Linked DNA regions of Oryctolagus cuniculus: region 1 is linked to region 2. A link is a contact called in public Micro-C data. All regions are on one chromosome and are shown on one strand. The core of a region is the stretch at or near the end of the contact, and the rest is flanking DNA. Distances in the headings are between cores, read along the strand shown.

Region 1 (3,132 bases), core at 386-2,885, 130 kb after region 2:
CACTACATTTTACAATTAAATGGCTCCTCCCAGCGTCCTTTATGAAGGGTTTTCCCAAATAACTGCCCGCAGCGGTATCTGTTCCGAATGGAGGTAATTTACTATTATTAAGAAGCAGTGGGATTAGTGAAGGCTTCTCTGCTATAAAATTCTGGAGACCCATTGTGTGGTTCAGAGTCCACTTTAGAAACCGCACTGGAAATTCTGAGCTGCTGGCTTCTCCAAATCTTCTCCTCACATGGGTTTGTGTTTGTTGTGTGAGCGTGTTCTCACTTCAGGAATCCTCCAGGGATTTTAACCATGGTTTTTGAAACATCAATGCTACTTATACACATGCAACAAAACCTTTCTGGGTTGTGCTTGGCAAGCCTCCAAACTTCTTCAGCATTGTCCTTTAGATGCTTGAATTTGGGAGCAGTCTTGGATATGAATGTTTGTGCTCTGAGAGATGTGTAGCTGGAAACTGCAGTGGAGAAAGGCATTCCCACCGCCTGTTACTCTGCTGCGCCCCCTTGTGGATGTGCTGCGTCTGTCAGAATGTAAAGGAGTTCTGACTCGTGCTGGACGTGGCTTGTTTACCTGGAGCACGGATAGCTTTCTTCTGTGCAAAAATCTAGCAGTTAAAATGAGTACAATGGTTCTCACTGAATGTGCAAATAATTTATTGTGATTGTTTTTTAATTTCATAGAATTTCTAAGGTTTGTATTGACTTGTCGTAGTTTAAACGTTTTATTGTGGAAAATTCCAAACATGCTGAACAGTAAAAGGAAGAGTACAGTGCGTCACCTTGTACTGGTCGCCCAGCATCGACAGCCACAGACATTTTGCCTGTCGTATTCCATCAACATGTTCAGGGTTATTTTCCTTCCCGGAGTACAAAGCATCAGCTCATATTTGATGTATGTGTTTGTTAAGTTCCAATTCAGAACTGTCGGGTTCTACTAAACCTTAACTTTAATTAGGTGTGCAGTCGTTTAGCCAGAATCCTCAAATAAAAGAAGAGAATTGGTAGCATTTCCATTGTCCTTGGGAGAAGGTGACTGGTTTCTGTGGCTGCATAGACCTGAGATTAAGACCTAAAACTCCCTGCTGGCAGAGGTACCAATAAGACAGGAGATTAGAAACATTTTACACAACTTGATATTTAGTCTAAAGTGCCTGATTTTCTTTCCAAATGTTTGCTGACAAGACCGTAATTAATTCGTAAGGAATAGTGATGTGAAATATCCCCTCTCCTCTCTCTTGTTTACTAATGGCATTTAGTTATCAATATCTCTAAAATTTCTTTCATTTTTCCAGAGAAAAGAATCATATTTGATAAACCACCAGTGTTGGGAATTGTCTTCAGTTTTATAGAAGCATGTAAAAATTCTGCGAGAGAAAGCTAGAATTTCTTAAAATGGGAACTGTAGAAAACAGCCGCGTACAGTCAGAGCCGTTGTTTCTGAAGTGGACTTGGAGGTTGACATGGCGGGGTTTCAGTTTCCCTGCAGGCTGCCAGGAGGAGGCCAGGAGGGTCGTCCTGTGGGTCTCCGTGCAGCTGCAGGGGCTGAGCTCCAGGCGCGGCTGCGGTGCCCCGCGGGCCTGGCCTGGTCGGCGGGGGAGGCTTGGGCCCTCGGCACCCGGCTGCAAACAGTGGTGTCGGGTTACAGGTTCAGAGTCTCCCAGAGCACGGGTAACTGGCTGTTCTAGTGACTGGCTTTATAATTACATTGCCGATTTGTTAGGGGAGGCTTTGTCTTACTTACCAATTAGCATGGGTGTTACTGTGGGCACCTCCAAAACCCTGGATGAGCTTTGCGTTTAAAAAAAACGCTTTCTGACCCCAGGCAGCTTAGGGGTTAGCAGCACTTGCTGTCTAGCTGTCTTGGCCGAGCCCTTACCCTGTGTGTCTGGAAGCTGGGGCTGCTTTGCCACTGTTGCTGGCACTCCCTGGGCCATGGGCAGTCATAGCCCTGCACCCTCTTGCAGGAGGGACAGCGGAGACCCTCTTGCTTGTAGTAGCTTCCTGTTCCGACCCCGCCAGCATCACCTTCCCCAGGGTGGCTTTTGTGTGCTCCCTGGTGTGGGGGTGGGGAGGTTGTCGGGTGCTGAGCACGTGGGTGGGGTCACAGTGCTCCGTCGTGAAAGTTGTCTGAGCCAGCATCTCCCACCCCACCCCCATGGAAGTAGGCTGGGGCTTTTCCTTCCTGCCCGGGAGCGAGCTGCCCAGCTGCCGGGTTTCTGAAGAGCCCTTCCCCAGAGGCGGGCCTCCCGGCTGGTGGGAAACACCCTTTTGTTGAGAGCCGCCTCTCCCTTCCAACCACCCGGCGGAAGGCCAGTATGTGGAAGGAGGGGAAGGAGAATATTCTCTTTCCCAAGTTGTCTCAAAGCAGTTTGTGGCCCAGCTCTGAGCCCGCTTCTCTGGGGCCGGGAGCCTGCCTGTCACGCACACAGTTCACTGTGCCATGGGCGCTGCTTTCTTCCACCCCCTTCCTCAAAAGAAACAGAAAGAACACGGTTCCACCCACAGCCTTGGGTACTGGCGGCACTGGGTGTCAGAGGAAACGGCCCCCGCTGGCCTCTCCTCAGCCTTTGCTGCCTTTCTTTTCCAAAGAGGGGCTGCATGTGTGCGCGCGTGTGTGTGCACGTATCTCTGAATGGTTGATGTCAGTGCAGAGACCCGAGCGTATGGTTTCAGTGTTGGCATGGGCGCTGCTGGCCGCTTCCACCAGCAGAGTGGTGAGACCAGGGAGACAGCCTCTGAAAACTGCCCTTGGAGTGAGGAGCCCTTCCCCAGACAGCTGTGCCCGCTCAGGTCTTTAAAAACTTGTTTTTGTCTGAAGCCTGCAAGCCAGGGGCGGCCTCTACTGTGCTCCCCGGGCCCCACAGGCCCACCTGTAGCCACCTTCACATAGCTGACTTTTAAAGCAGCAAGTTGCTTAATTGTGAAGTCTGCCGTAGGTCTGAAAAAGGACACCGCTGAATTTCTAGTCCTGTTACTACTGCGAAAGGAAGTTGGATCAGGCTCTTGACAGTGTATGGAGGGCATGAACCAGCAGGGCCTTGAGGTGTGTGGACGTGAAGGCTTCCAGGAGTGCCTCCCTCTGAGCCACCTGCGTACTAACAGCACACCCTTGTGAGAGCGTGCC
Region 2 (3,377 bases), core at 549-3,048:
CACCTTGCTGCCACTGCTGTCTGCCTCCCTGTCAGGACTGCACCATGTTCATTTCCATCTGGTATCACTTGCCCTCTGTCCAAGTTCCCCTCTGCTGAGGATCAGCCACAGCAAAGCAAAGTGTGCCCTGGAAATGTGCAATGTTCTCACATCCCCGCTCCCATGTCCCCCCCAGCCACTCCCATTCATTCCACCTCCAGCTATTTTAGCTATTTAACTATTTGTTAAATTTTAAAACAATGTATATTTATTTATTTGAATTTTTATTTATTGCCACTTTATTTGAAAGGCAGAGAAAGAGAAGCATAGAGCTTCCATCTGCTGGTTCACTCCTCACAGGCCAGACTGAAGCCAGGAGCCTAGAATTTGATCCCAGGCTGGGCATGTTTGGCAGGGAACCAACTTAAGCCATCTCCTGCTGGCTCCCAGGGTGTGCATTAGCAGGAAGCTGGAATCAGGAGCAAAGCTAGGACTTGAATCCAGACAGTGAACATGGGATGCAGTCCCACATGGTGCTGCACCAGACACTTAACCTCTGCCTTTTGTTAACATTTTAACCCCCCCTCCCCATCTTGCTTCAGGCCCCAAGTCTAGGAGCTGTTTCTGATTCCTGTGATTGATAAAGGGCTGTATTTTGTACTCTGGGCCACACTCAGAGGAAAGAGCCAAGTGGTCAGCCCCTCCACAGGTGGAGACAAATGTGGAGACACCCATGAGCTGGCACTTCAAGGGTGCACAAAAGACGTCAGTGTCCTGACTTTACTGCATGATCAAAACTCTGCTTTAAAATAAGTGGCGGCTGCAAAATCCCTAGAGACCTAATTTGAAACTACGCCCCCCTTGCCGTTTTATGGTCAGGAAGCACACCAGCCGTTACAGGGCGGTCTGTGATTCCCCTCCCTCCAAGATAGCTGGACCCCTAGGTGAGTATAGGATCCGCTGAGCCCTGCCCCCCACCCCCACTCCCACCCTGAGAGTGGACTTGGAGCGCACTTCCCTGTTTCTTTCCAGGAACCCTAAAGTCCTTAAGGGGACAGAACTTGGGGTAGTATCTAGAAAAAAAAATTACACAGATGCGGTTCTTGAGACAGAAAAACAAAGAAGGAATGACAGGGAAGAAATGATGGAAAGAAAAGGGCAGGGGAATCCGAAAGTGCCCGTCAGGAGGGAGGGAGGGAGGATTGCAGGACACCCCCAGCCCCTTCGGCCCCCCAAAATAAAGAAGAGGCAAGGTAGGGGGGAGGGGACAACACGGTCGGTGTGTGGGGAGAGAGGGCCCCAGACACGGGCAGGCTGGAAGAACAGGCGGAGTAAGCCAGCAGGCGGGCGGGGGAATCCCAGAACACCCTGTTTACAAAAAGGCCCTGGAAATTCCAAAAGTGACTTCAGAGATTCAGATCCGGACTCGGGAAAGGTCCCCACGCCAACAGGCTGCGGGTGCGTTTCGACCGAGTGCCGCCGATGTTCTATCTGGACCGCAGGAAATTCTCCCTGGCCTTGAACAGAAGCTTCGCGATCTCAGATCTCGGCGGTCCTGAATTATCTCGCACGTGGCTCCGCCCGGCGGCCCCCTCCGGAAGGCGCAGAGCTCCGCCCCGCCCGCCCGCCCGCGACTCCCTGGCTTTGTCCTCTCGCCGGGTCTCCGCATTGTTCTCCCCGCGCGGGCGGGAGCTGGGCGGGGGCGCCCCCGCCCGAGCCCCGCCCCTCCGCCCCGGATCCAGAGCCCCCGAGCCGGCCCAGGGCCACGCGGGGCTGGGGTCCTGCGGGCAGCCTCGGCCTGGGGCTCGGAGCTCGGGACTCGGGGCAGGGACGCCATGACGCACCCTGTCGGCTTTGGCACACTTCTCCTTCTATTCATAGACACTCGCGGCCGCAGCTCCGGCTCCCGCTGGCTCCGCGGCGCTCCGTCGTGAATCCAAGCTCGAATGGAGGCTGCCAGGGCACAGCGAGAGTGACGAGCGCTGTGCATCCGTGGCTAAGTCCCATAGTAACTGCAGGCTTCGTGATCCTTTGCTGGCACAAGGAGTCCCCCGGTTTTCTAAAGCTTTAAGACCTACACAACTTTATTTTACTTGCCTCCTTAACGTGCCAAATAAATTCGTCTCTTGTGAGTTCCTGAAATATTCGCCAAGAATTTGCTCCAGCTGGATTAGACTTAAACCCATTAAATTCAAGGAAAGGAGATCTCTAGCTAGCTTTCTGTATTCGCCCAAACCCAGCAATTCTAGCGGTAGAATTTATTTGGAAAAGGGAACATACAAAGGGAAAATACCGCAAGTTTCCAACAAAAGCAGAATTTGTCTTAGGGTGGTTGTTTTTTAATTGTGGCTTTTGGATAGCGACTTTTTGTCTTTAGATCTCCACCATCCATATAATTATAGGTGATTAAAAATAATTCTTACCTAGTTTCATTAACATGTACAGTAATTAAAACAGGGGATTTTTAAAAACTGTAATTCATTTCTCATAATTTGCTTGTTTGTGCTGCACTCAACACTACAGAGGAAGCCTGATGATTATCTTTCCTCTTGGTTTTCTATTCAGTTTCACTTTCTAAACTCCAGAAACTTTGGTGGACTGCCTTTTCAGTTTATTAAGACAAAGATTGGATGTACACGTGAAGATACGGGTTTGCTTTAAAAGCTTAGCTAACCACAGCTTGGTTGCCACACAGGTAATTCTGTGACCACAGACTTGAGCAGAGTAATATACAATGTGCCCGTCTTGCTAACACCTCCTCTGTGAAGTGGGGATGTCTATAATAACAGTGATATTAACATGGTTTTGCTGTGGCAAGCCCTGTGCCCTGCTCTGTATAAGTATTTAAGTCAAAGAACAACCACTAATAACAATGGTTATGATGCATTATGAAATACCTATTTGAAGGTGCATGGTTGACTCTTGATGTTTGTAGAATTTCTTTGGATTACTGCTATTTTAGAAGTTTACTAGAAGAGAGCACGAGAGACTGAGTTAGCTCTCATTCTCAACACTCTTTTTAGCCTAGCTCAAACTAATCTATAAGTCATCAGAGACATGCTTTCCCCAAAGCTAGAATGATGCTAACAGTATTTTAAAAATTGTGTGAGAGGCGTATAAAAATCCCATCTGCTGGTCCACTCCCCAAAGACTCAAAACAGCCAGGACAGGGCCTGGCTGGAGCTAGGAGTCAAGAACTCCATCTGGGTCTCCCATGTGGGTGGCAAGAACACAAGTACTTGAGCCCTCACTTGCTGTGTCCCAGGGTCTGCATGGGTCAGGATGCAGGAGTCAGGAGCTGGAGCCAAGCATTGATCTTCAATACAGGATATGGGTATCTTAGCCACTGTCTAAACACCACCCCACTGTCAGCATTTTTATTTATTATTTGTTAAAGG

What was found. Hi-C and Micro-C count contacts between places; a contact is called where the count stands out from the background.
Region 1: a Micro-C map of ear pinna shows a contact between it and region 2, with 3 times the contacts expected there. The contact joins two enhancer-like sites. A contact is called at or near these places in 3 of 6 Hi-C or Micro-C datasets (ear pinna, psoas muscle and an unstated tissue).

What each region holds. Positions count from the first base shown.
Region 1 is chr2:138,110,731-138,113,862 of mOryCun1.1, forward strand. The region is part of intron 1 of SERTAD2 (SERTA domain containing 2); the gene reads left to right. Among named protein-coding and RNA genes, the nearest start is that of SERTAD2, 110 kb to the left of the region's middle. Within about 2 kb of position 1,636, at least 4 of the 8 cell types and tissues checked have an H3K27ac peak or open chromatin away from gene starts, as enhancers often do. A contact at or near this core is called in ear pinna, where this site is marked.
Region 2 is chr2:137,984,678-137,988,054 of mOryCun1.1, forward strand. The region is part of intron 4 of LOC103347664 (a long non-coding RNA gene); the gene reads left to right. Among named protein-coding and RNA genes, the nearest start is that of SERTAD2, 20 kb to the right of the region's middle. Within about 2 kb of position 1,799, at least 5 of the 8 cell types and tissues checked have an H3K27ac peak or open chromatin away from gene starts, as enhancers often do. A contact at or near this core is called in ear pinna, where this site is marked.